Regions from separate parts of the Cricetulus griseus genome. Here region 1 is linked to region 2. The links are chromatin contacts, called in public Hi-C maps. All regions are on one chromosome and are shown on one strand. Each heading gives the region's core, a stretch centred on a gene start, on an enhancer-like site or on the middle of the called end of the contact. The rest is flanking DNA. Distances are from core to core; before and after follow the strand shown. Region 1 overlaps Abca1 (phospholipid-transporting ATPase ABCA1). Region 2 holds the start of Abca1 (phospholipid-transporting ATPase ABCA1).

The links. A called contact is a pair of places that touch in the nucleus more often than the background predicts.
Region 1: a contact with region 2 is called in a Hi-C map of fibroblasts, with 2.3 times the contacts expected there. The contact joins the enhancer-like site here to the promoter of Abca1 in region 2. A contact is called at or near these places in 2 of 8 Hi-C or Micro-C datasets (the CHL-YN cell line and fibroblasts).

What each region holds. Positions count from the first base shown.
Region 1 is chr2:90,657,361-90,663,356 of CriGri-PICRH-1.0, reverse strand. All of the region lies in intron 5 of Abca1 (phospholipid-transporting ATPase ABCA1), which reads right to left. Among named protein-coding and RNA genes, the nearest start is that of Abca1, 40 kb to the right of the region's middle. Within about 2 kb of position 3,231, at least 1 of the 6 cell types and tissues checked has open chromatin away from gene starts, as enhancers often do.
Region 2 is chr2:90,617,321-90,623,039 of CriGri-PICRH-1.0, reverse strand. It overlaps Abca1 (phospholipid-transporting ATPase ABCA1), which reads right to left and starts at 2,264. Exons shown (of 50, transcript XM_027403085.2): 1 at 2,024-2,264.

The DNA.
Region 1 (5,996 bases), core at 1,982-4,481, 39 kb before region 2:
CATAGGAAAGGTAGGAGACATATAGTACTGTTGTTTGATGGTCACAATTCAAGCTTTTTAAAAAGCAGCCTGATATTGTAGAGTACATGGCATTCTGTAATTGAATGCAATTGTGTTTTCTATGCTTGTCTGGCTAAAGTTGACCTTTGGTTTGATTTCGTTCAAGCAATATTTCAACATTGCACTGGAGCTCTGTGTCCCCTGACTACTGCTCATTTGGAGCCAGACCTCTGCCCTGGATGGCAACCAACAGCCTGGGCTCTGGGACACAGCATGGCTCTGACAGGTCTGGGGAAATGTTCATGGAGGTAGAAAGGTTTCAAACTATGAAACCCAAAAGCCTCAAATCAAAACAAGCACACACAACACATGAATCAAAACTACCCAAAGATTTTACAGGCTTTCCATTTTGATGACACGTTGTCATCACATCTCCCAATAAGATGACACACGGGTGTCAGGCATGAGGACAGAAAGCCAGACATTTGGGACTATAAACCCAATTGAGCAACTGCCCCAATGAAACAAAAGACTGAACTTGAGGCAAAGAGAAAGAAAGAGAGAGAAGTAGCCGTGAATCACCAGACAGTCTTCAGAGATAGGCCTGGGGGAAACGTCCCCTGGTGCCTGTTACATATGACTCTTGGAAGTGAAGGAAATCTGGCATGTTACCTCAGAGCCCTCGTACCCTTTCTCACCACAGCTTGTCTGTACTTGTGCAAAGACCTCAGGAGCCTTGAGGGTGTCCAGGGCTGCTCTCTCAAGGATGTGACAACAAGGGAAGTTTAAGACTGAAAGTCTATTGTTGGTTTCTCAAGCAAGGTACTTATCCTCTTTGAATTTCAAAGAGAGATGCCCTACCTTCCATGATAACTGTGAAAACAATGAACAAAAGAAAAGATCTGCTATCTATTGCATATCAGGTCAGCAAGGAGAGGCCTTGTTCTCATAGGCTCATTGCATTGCTATAGCATCCCTGAGGAGGTGCTATTGCTATCCCAGTTTGAGGAAGGTGAGGCACAGGAGTGGTATATAATTAGGCATGGGTACAACTGAGCAGCAACAGAGGTGATATTTAAAAGTTGTTCATTGTATGTCAATGCCTGTCCTTAAATCCCTACCTCAGTCAACTTCCTTGCCATGTCCCCACAACCACTCTGCCCCCTAGAGCTCATCTTTTTTTGACTTTCAAAGATTAACTCATATCAAAGGTCTGAATCAGGAGCTGTCAGGATCACCAGGCAGGCAAAACGGTTTTCCCTAAGCAAAGTCCAGGATGGCTTGCACATAGAAATGCATGGACACATTGGTCCAAGCCACAGCAGAAAGGCCAAACCAGCTTTATATTTGTAGATGAAAATGGCATCCATGCCATTACTTCAACATGACACCTATTTGAAGGGACACAGACAAGCTGATTTAACTGAGGACGATGACATGAACAGCACTGCCCTGAGGTCCTCCAATCTCAGCCTCAACAACCTGGTGACATCTACATCCATTCCGGTGCCAACATGCCCAAGATTTACGATGGCTCTTTGCTGGCAAAGTTTTAGGATCTTCAGGGGTTCTGCATCCTGGAGAGAACACAACTGAAAAGTCCCTGAACCAGATATGGGGCAGGAGGAAAGGTTGTGAGCTGTCACCACAGAAGAGAATGTAAGACCACAGCAGACTGCCCTGTAGGGTGGATAGTGCCTGCCTTAAAAGAACACAGTTCTCTGTAGACCAGGCTGGCCTTGAACTCACAGAAATCTGCCTGCCTCTGCCTCACGAGTGCTGGGATTAAAGGCATGCACCACCACTTAAATTCTAAGGGGTCAAGACCAGGCTGGTGAAACCCACAGAAATAGCTGACCTGAACAAGGGGGAACTCTTAGTTTGCAAAGTGATAGCTGGGAAACCAGCATGGGACTGATCCAGACCCCATAAATGTGGGTGTCAGTGAGGAGATCTCAGAAATCTACGGGACCTCCTGTAGTAGTTCAGTACTTATCCCTAGCATAGGTGTGGAATTTGGGAGCCCATTCCACATAGAGGAATACTCCCTGAGCCAAGACACACGGGGGTGGTACTAGGCCCTATTCCAAAGGCTATGACAGACTCAGATGACCCCCTATGGAATGTCTCACCCTCCCTGGGGAGCAGAAAAGGTATGGGATAGGTAGGGTGTTAGTTGGGGGGCAGGGGAGGAGGGGAGGCAGAGGGAACTGGCATTGACATGTAAAATAATCTTGTTTCTAATTTAAAAAAAAAAATGAAGAGAAAGAAAAAAGAGGAAAGAAAGAACACAGTTCTCATGGAGAGTGTCACTCCCCTGGGCCGTGGAGCACATGCACATCAGGCAGGGCCTTGAGATCATCCCTCAGCTGCCCCTGCTGCCTTTCCTGGAACAAACACAAAGGGCCAGAAAATACTCTTCTGCGGTCTGCAAAGTACCCTCTGGACTTCTATACTTACAGATTGTCAGTGTGGCTATAAATTGGGACAGGGCCAGACACCTACAGAGCTAAGAGCTAGGATCTTGGCTGAGTTCCACGCACACAGAAGATCAGCGATCTGGCATCTAGCCACACCACTTGGGTCATACACAGCTGTAAAGAATGCAGAAGTTCTACAGAACCCGTACAAGCCAAACAAAAGGACTGTCCCTAGACCAGCAAAAGTAATGGTGAGCCGATGGGAGCCCCTGGGGAATTCACAGGACAAGGGTGTAGCTAATTGTGGGGAAGTGGTGTGTGTGTGGTGGGTGCGATCTTAGACTGTGAGGATGGTCTATCCTGGAAAGGCCACAAGTCTCAGCCTCCAGCAGAGGCAAAGAGAAGGGAGGTGGGTTAGGATGGCCTAGAAAAACTGAAAGCCTCAGCCCCCAGCATAAATAAGCACTTCCTGATTCCACACCCAGTAGGAAGCCCTGACCTGTCCCAGTAACTTCCATCCATGGTGAATAGGACAAGGAGCAGGCACTGGGACAAGGTAGACACTGGAGCAGACAAGCTCAATGAGAAGGGCTTTGAGTGTGTTCATTCATTATCACTAAGCAAAGAATCTTAAATAGCTGGAAGCTAAAACAGGAAGCAGTGAGGGCACCTGTCAACAGCAAATGGCCAGTCACCTTATTCTCTAACCCTGTCCTAACTGGTGGCAGCAAACCACTAGGCAGGACAGTCTTCTTGGGCTCCACCTCTCACCATCCCTAGAGAAAAGGTCAGACCTGGGTCAAGAGAAGCAAGTGTGGTAAGTGAAGCTGAATGACAAGGCCACAGAGGAGGCTGAGGGCAGGGAGGGACTTCCTAGTAGGCAGGGGCCTCCTCCCCCTCCCTAGTGCCTGGAATTCACACAATACATGCTAATTTTTTTAAAGACTATAACCTTTGCCGATTGTACAAAAACATATGTCTAGGAGTAAACACATTGCTAAGACCTCCTCAGGGGGCCCTCGAAAGAGACCATGGAATTGGAAAATCTATCTTTCCAGTACGTGCTATACCTCTGAACTCAGGGTAGCCCTCCCTTCCAGTGAAATTGTGGGGAGGTAAATTTTATGAAAGAAAATCAAGACTGACTTGGTATTAATTTTGAGCCATTGGGGCCTGGTTTACACAATGGAAGTGCTTCTCCAGTTGCCTGTGATGGATTTGATGTCATCCAGAGAATTTCACTTGACTTGACTTCATTCTCTAAAGATGCACCCAGGGTTACCAATCATCAGTACCGTGCTGCTGTTCAGAGCAGAATGATGAATATGGCCTAATCCTGCCCTGAACGGGCTGCAGCCTTGTAACCCACACCACCACTGTAACACAGGTGTCCTCATCCACGGGCTAACCAACCCAGACTCTAAGACGAAGTATCTTCAAGACATTATCCAAACCTCAAATGTTAGACAATGAAACTTAAGGCACAGAAAAGGTGAGTAATTTGGCAAAGGCCAAACACCCTGAGATACAAGGGAAGTAAAGTATTTCTGACTTACTGGATGTCACCCCCCGTGCTCATGTTACTGCTGGAAACCCATAGGAAGCACACCACTGAATGCTCAATGACCGATGGGATAATTATTGTCCAATTCTAATAAGTAGAGGGCCAGGAAGAATCAAAAGTTACCCACAGATGACTTAATGAGAGAGAGAGAGCCTGAATTTGTTGCCCAATCTCCTCACAGCCTCAAGTCTTTCTCCTACAGTAGCATTTTCCAACCTTCAGTCATTTACAAACTGCTCTCCAGAATTTCACCACAGCCACATGAAACAATGTCATCCTTAACTTCATCTTTTATTTCTTAATGTCCATTTAAGCAATAATACTCATGAAACTGCAATTTGATGTGAGTCAGAATTAAAAGTCATTTGTACAGTGTCAGAAAGCATCTCATATATCACACAAAACTCAAAGCACTGTCCTTAAAGATTTACATGTCACAGGTTAGAATCTAAACATGTTACTTTTTCTGGGGTTTCTGAGAATTAAGCCTATGTTTATATTGCCTTTGAGCTGTGACCATGATAGTAAAGACAGAATGATTTCCCACACTAACTTCCCAAAACTAATTTAGCCACCACTCAACCTGCTGGTTATACTCTGGCTTAGAGAAAAAACAACAAAGTGACCAAAACAGTGCAGCAATATGAAAATGGGTTGAGGCAGATTTGTAAGGGTCCATTCTTGGACTTCTATCAGAATGGATTCAATGATAAATAGAGGAGGTATCCACCACTTGATTTTTTAAGTTGGAAAAATACTAAAACAATACAAGATGGTACCTTTAGAGAGAGACTTAAATGGGGAGCTGGGCTTGGCTGGGCTTCATTCCTAAGCTATCACTCCCTTGATTGTGTAAACTAGAAGAAGTCACCTCCACTTTCAGTATCAGATTCCCTCTAGGAAGAATCCCCCTCCCCTGTCTCAGCACCTACAAAAGCATGGTTGGTACAGAGCTGAGTAACTAAACAAACCAATGTTGTGGCCCAGAAAACTTGGAGACAAGACCGGAGTGTTTCAGTAGACTCCCATATCCACAAAGCCCCTATGGACAAGCCAATGGTGCTAGCTGACTGAAATACAAGATGAATTATCCAAATGGATTCCAAAGCAGCCCCCCCCCCTCGGGGTTCCAGCAATGACCACACAGGTATGTAGCTCTAAGATCCTAAGGAGTACTGTCCAAAGGAATTGGTAGTCTCTGGGGTAACCAGTCTCAGCCTCCAGCTGAGATCAATGTCTGGAATATCAAAAGAGAGTCACTGAACCCCTAGGTGACAGAAAACAAGTAGCATCTGTGTAATCAAGCAGAATCAGAATCTGAAGTGGTTAGAGTAAGACAAGAAGGTAGAGGGGATTTAATGATGTAAGTTGGAAGAGATGGACATGTTCCCTTTAGCTCAGAAAGCCAGTGGTAGAACTAGGGAAAAGAGAACAAGTTTCAATTCCATGTATTCGTAAGATCTACAGTTTGAGTTGGCTGTATATGGTCTATGAGTCAACAGGATGACAAGAACATCAAAAGCCTCATGCAATCTCAGAATGTACGGACAGAATCCGACATTCAAACAGGCAAAAGTCCCTTTCTCCTCTATGCTAAAACACTTTTGCAATTTCTGGTAAACTTCAGGAATGACATAAACACACTGAGACACAACCAGCCGAGGCAGAGGCTGGGAGGAACAGCATTGCATAAGAGGATTGGAGGATATTTAAACTAGAAAAATAAAAGACTCTGGGAAGAGACACAAGAACTGTCCTCAGATGTTTGAGGGACATGGAATTAGACTAATTTCTCTAGAAGGTAAAGCACGGTGGCAAAAACTTCCTGACAGGTCCAGCTATCAACACCCAAAATGAGCTACTTCATGAGAAGTGGAAGTAGAAGGATGGTACGGGTCTCTTGGTAGGGAGCAAGGCGACATCCCCAGCCCCCAATTCAGACCAATAGGGTGTTTTTCAAGGTCAGCATAAAGTTACTGCTTCCTAGAGAAGGAAGCAGAGTTTCTCGGTGC
Region 2 (5,719 bases), core at 1,015-3,514:
TACCCCTACCTACTTTAATGACTTATGATAGCACTGAGGAAAAATTCACATGCTTACAAAAGAAACGTAATTTATCTTTATTATTTTGTATATTATTATACTATCAACTCAGAAATATTCTCTACGCTGACATACTTTCTGTAATGTGAAGGACGTTTTTTACAAAGATAGGCAAAAAATAAGTTGACCTTATGTTTGTATTTAGAATATGAAAACCAGGCTGTAAGAAAAGAGACGAGAAACCAAGCACTTTTTAATTGCCATATATGTCTTGTAGCTTATCAATACTTGGGGCCTGGTTCCAATGTATGACTGTAAGAGAACTAGTAAAGGTGTGATTTTTGACTCCGGGGTGCTTTGTGGGAGGTGAGGATTGAGACACAGAAAGAAAGTGATGTGCCAATTCTCTTCCAGGAAGTTTTGTGTTTCTATTTTGTTTTCTTTTTGCAGTGGTGTGTCTAGAACCCAAGGTCTTATACAAGCCAGATAAACACTCTACCACTGACCTACATCCCAAGCCAAGAAGTTTTACTTCTAAGTATCAGTCTGTCCTCTATGTGTATTTACTCTGCCCATTCCCTTTGAGGGATGTCATTGAAAAGTATTGGGTTTGTTTGTTTTGTAAATTGTTGTACCGATGCAGCAAATGAGGGAAACCAATTATTTTTAGTGTCAGATACTCCCCCCCCCCAAAAAAAAAGCGGTTATAGTATTTCTCTCCTTTCCAGCAAGTGCAGAAAAAAAAAAAAGACATCTACCCATAAGCCTGTCACCAGCAAACACCCTCAAGAACCTTGCATCATTTAGCAAGGTCTGGGAGTCAGGACAAGACAGACAGAGCGACATAGAGGGCACACGTGCACACACAAACACGGGGAGGGGGGGACGGAGGGGCAGAGAGGACAGAGAGAGAGAGAGAGAGAGAGAGAGAGAGAGAGAGAGAGAGAGAGAGAGAGAGAGAGAGAGAGAGAGAGAGAGAGAGAGAGAGAGATTGGCCTGGGGGCCCCCAGTTTGGAACCACTAGTTTTGACCAGATTCACAATAAAGTGGAAGGACTGCACACTCGGTCTTGCACAGGGCCATACCTAAGCCACCCGGCCAGGAGGCGCTGCGGGCCAGTCTCCAGGGGCCACCCGCAGGCCGCCCAACCCCCACCCCCTGGCGGCGGAGCCCGGCCCAGCAGCCGCGAGTTCTGCGCCCGCAGGGGTTACTCGCGGTCATTCGTCATTCGGCTGCACTACCTAGCCCCAGCTTCTCTATGGGTACTCCAAGGGACGAGCAGCAAAAAGCAGGAAGATGGGTCAGGGGTGAAGAGAATTGGACACCTCAGTTTGAAGTTTCTGAAGGCTCTTTTTTAAGTTTTCTGTCTTTTGGAGGCACAATACTCGTCTTCCACTTTGTTCCAGGGGCTGCAGCTCTCCAGAGCACAGTAAGCTTGGGGATAGGACCCCCCCCCCCGCCCCCCAGGTCAAACAAAGCCCCGAGGCCTGGAGCACGCAATGACACAAAAGATTTCGTTTAGGACACTTCCTATTCGAGTTCTTTGGAAACAAGCACATGCCGCCGCCCCAGTCCGAGGAGCGGATCTCCAAGTCAGAGACCAACACTGATCACTTTAATGAAGGAGTTGGGGAGTCTGATGTGACACTTGTGGGCGCCGGCCAACCAGAGCCAGACAAAGGGAGACGCTTCGCAGAGGATCCTCCTCGCCCCATCCCGGCGGCTGCGCCCCTAGGACGCCCGAGAACCCTGGCTCCCACTGCTCACGAGGCCGGTCTCCCAGGCCAGAGATGCTTGCCCGGGTCTCCAGCTCCGGGAAACCCAAGTGCTGCAGTTCTGCATCCCAGGGCGCCACGACCCTTCCCAGACATACCCCACACGCACTATTGCCGCCCCTGCCCTATTTGCATCCCTAGAGGTAGGGAATAAGGGCGTTCGAGGATCAAAGTCCCGGAAACGGAGAGCTTCCCAAAGCTTCCTTGGCCCCGAAACAAAATGCCCAAGTCACTGAAGAACCTCTTACCTGTTTTCCACTTTGGTGTTTGCGTCTGTTTAGCCCACCCTGCACAAACCCTTCCAGCAAGGGGGAGGGAAAAGTGAAGGGAAACAGGGAGCAGAGCAGCGCCCCAAACCGGCTGTGGGTGAGCGGGTCCCGAGGCGCCCCTGCCCAGCCCTGCGCTGTGTAGAGAGATGTGGGCTCGGCCGGTCCCGGCCCGCTCGCTCGCCCTCGGAATTACTGGTTTTTGCCGCGACTAGTTCCTTTTATAGATTCGGCTGTGCCGAGCACCGGGGTTACTACCGGTCAAATGCTGTTCTTTCCCTCTTCCCCCGCCCCCTTCCCGGCCTCTGTTTATGTAGTTCAGTCACTCAGCAGAAAGCACGTGGAGCCGCGGCCCGCCCCTTAAACCGGCGACAGTGCGCCGCGGCTGGCACCGGGGGCGCATGCTGCAGGCTTCGGGGTCCTTTCTTAGCCCCGACCCTGACCTGCCTGCCTCAGGCAAGCGGGAAACTCTAGGCCTGAGCTGAGCCAGGGACTCCACGTTCCAGGCAGCAGAGAAAATGGGGGTGAGGGACGCTTCCTCTAAACTCTTGCTTTCTGCAGTAGTTTGGGATAGGTTGATTGGTTGGTTGGTTGGTTGTTTTGTTTGTTTGTTTGGTTGGTTGGTTGGTTGGTTGGTTGGTTGGTTGGTGTATTTTTTGGTGTATTTTTGTATCCCTCCCCCCACCTAGCCCTTCCTCCCTCCCTCTCTCTCCTTTTGTTAGTTTCCTAGCCCCCAGGTTGGGAAGAAGGCTGACCCACACAGATGCCTATCATTTCCTGTCTCTTCTTTGAAAGCCCTAGATGGGGGGTAGACAGAGTGATTATCAGCCCAATTTTGGTTTCTGCCTAAACCTTGACTTTGACAGTCTGCACCTCCTACTACACATCCACCCACCCACCCCTACACACACACACAGACACACACACACACACAGACACACACACACCTTCCACTGACAATAGGTACTTGTAAGCCACAATCAACACAAACACACACACACACACACACACACACACACACACACACACCTTCCACTGACAATAGGTACTTGTAAGCCACAACCAAAGGCAGTTGTGATTACAAGAGTGGGTTTTGATGTCAAACTAGACCAAAATTAGATGAAGTTTTTCTGCCTCTTTTATTTTATTTATTTTGAGACACAGTCTCATGCAGTCTGGTCATAAACTCGATAACCTTGAATTCCTGATCCACTTGCCTCCATCTCTCTAGGCCTAAAATTACAGGAGCCGGGCACCACACCCAGTTTGTACCGTGCAGGGAGGCCAGCAGCCTGCCAACTGAGCCACATCCTCAGCCCTTGTGTTCCCTCATCTTTCAAGAAAAAAGAATGGTCTATTTGTCTCTGAGCAGTTTTCTGAAAATGAATTTATTAAAATCTTTGAAGTCCTTGGAAGATGGGCACCATAAACAGAATCAGTGACATTTTTTAGTGACATCCATGGCCTATAAACTATTTGCTGTGCCAGGCTTTCAAAAGTCCAGAACTAGCAAAGAATTTAAAATAATGTCTGTGACCATCTGTGTAGAAAGAAAAATTCCTGAAGGGAAATCTATTATTCCTCACAAGATTTTAAGAAGAGAATAGGTCTCTGTCTCTTTCCCCACGTCCACATGTCTTACAATGTTTAAGTCCTAACACATCACATACACACTGTTTATTTTCTGCTTAGAAGGACCTGGTTCCCAAGAGTACTCCTATGAAATTCTGTTCCCATCACCCACACAGTGGCTCACAACCATCTGTAACTCCAGTTCCAGGAGCTCTGACACCTTTCTCTGGCCTCCACTGTCACTGGACATGTATAGGTACATACACATTGATACAGGCAAAACATTCATGTAAATAAATCCTTTCTTGATCTTAAAAATAAAAACTAATCTCTTGGGGTTCTCTACTGGGGAGTAAGCAACTGTTAAGTATTACACAAATCAGGGAGTTAGGATGACAGAGAATGAAGAAACATTAGGAAGAAAGCCCCAGGTAGAGAGCATCCCTAGCCACATGAAGGCAAACTTGAACCCTTTAGCTAAGAACCACTATGGGGTTCAGAATCTGCGGCCCCACTCAACTCTCACTGCAATGAATGCATGGACACACTTGCAATGTTGGGACTGTGTGGACATGCATGTTTTGTAAATCTCTATCCTTACATCCCTGAAGAGTTCAAATGTTTCATCCAAGTCATACACGACATTGGTCTGTTGACACCAAGTGGCAAGCTGTCTGCCAGTGGGAGAGCATCATATGACACAATGGCTGGATTTCAGCATTTAGAACTTAGATGAGATCACACTTCTGAGAGAAAGAAATTTCAAAGCAGGAACCTCTCCCTTCCAGCCTTCAGGTGCCTCTGGTTGGTTTGTTCCTGAGCATGCTTCCAAGAGCTTTCCCTGCCACATCTTCTGAAACCTTTAACATTTTCACCAAACCCTAAACCTTGTCCTAGGAAGCCCTTTCGACATAAATGGGAAGATGTTTCTCCATTGCTGTTGCTCTGAAGTAGTAGATTCCATAAATGTGCCCACGGTGGCTTGAAGTTCTATTCTGAGATAACCCTGGGATCTTCTAATTACAGACATGACCTTCAGGCAGCTGTGGCTGCACAGACCTTGCTAGAGGTCACAGAGATACAAGAAGCTCAATTTTATCATTCCATGAAGGCCTTTAAACCAAGATCTCCTGAAAGGCAGTGCTTGGAGGATGCCTTTAATACATATCTAGCAGCCAGTCTATATACACCTTGTTTAAAATAGAGACTTTTCAAATATAGAGATTTTTGCCACATGTGTGTTTCTTGATTGTTATACCTACTATTTAGTTCCCAGCAGCTGAAAAACATAACATTGCAGAAATTCAGTGAAGAATTTATAAAAACATAAATGAAATGATCTTTCAAGAATTTGTAGTGATTAAGAAAACCTACTGGTCAGAACATTAGAGAATGAAAGAGTTCAAATTTTCAAAGAGAGTACTAGAGATGGTTCAGTCAGCAAAGTACTTAGCATGCAAACGTGAGGGCCTGAGTTCATATCCCCAGAAGCCACATAAAAAGGCAGGTGTGATATACCAGGAATCCCAGTGGAGATGAAGATGGATGGAGCCAATTGGCCAGCCAATCTAGCAGAATCAGTGAGATCCAGATCAGTGAGAAACTCTGCCTCAAATACATAAAGTGGAGTGAAATTGAGGAAGACCTAATGGTGATCTCTAGCTTCCAAATATGTGCACATGTACACACACACACACACACACACACACACACACACACAGAGTACACACACCTTTTCTTCCTAAAAGACTGGTAAACCATCTTTAATAAGGAGAGATGAAAAGACTTCCAGTTCAAATTTGAATTGGCTTAATTCCAATCCATGTTTAGACACTGAAACAAATCCTGAAGCCATCAATGATCAAATGGCAAAATTCAAGGTGTCACCTGTATAGGTGGAACAGGCCCTAAACCACATAGACTCTAAATACAGTAATTCTTTTTAAATAGACCAATGTGATCTCTTCTATATTAATGTGAATTCTATTAACACTCAAGCAAGATGCAAAACCGTTACTACTTCTGGCTTTGAGAAAGATACATTTGCAGTTTTTTGTTAGGGTCAACCAGTTAATCCACTTTGTAAACAGGTACATACATTCTCTG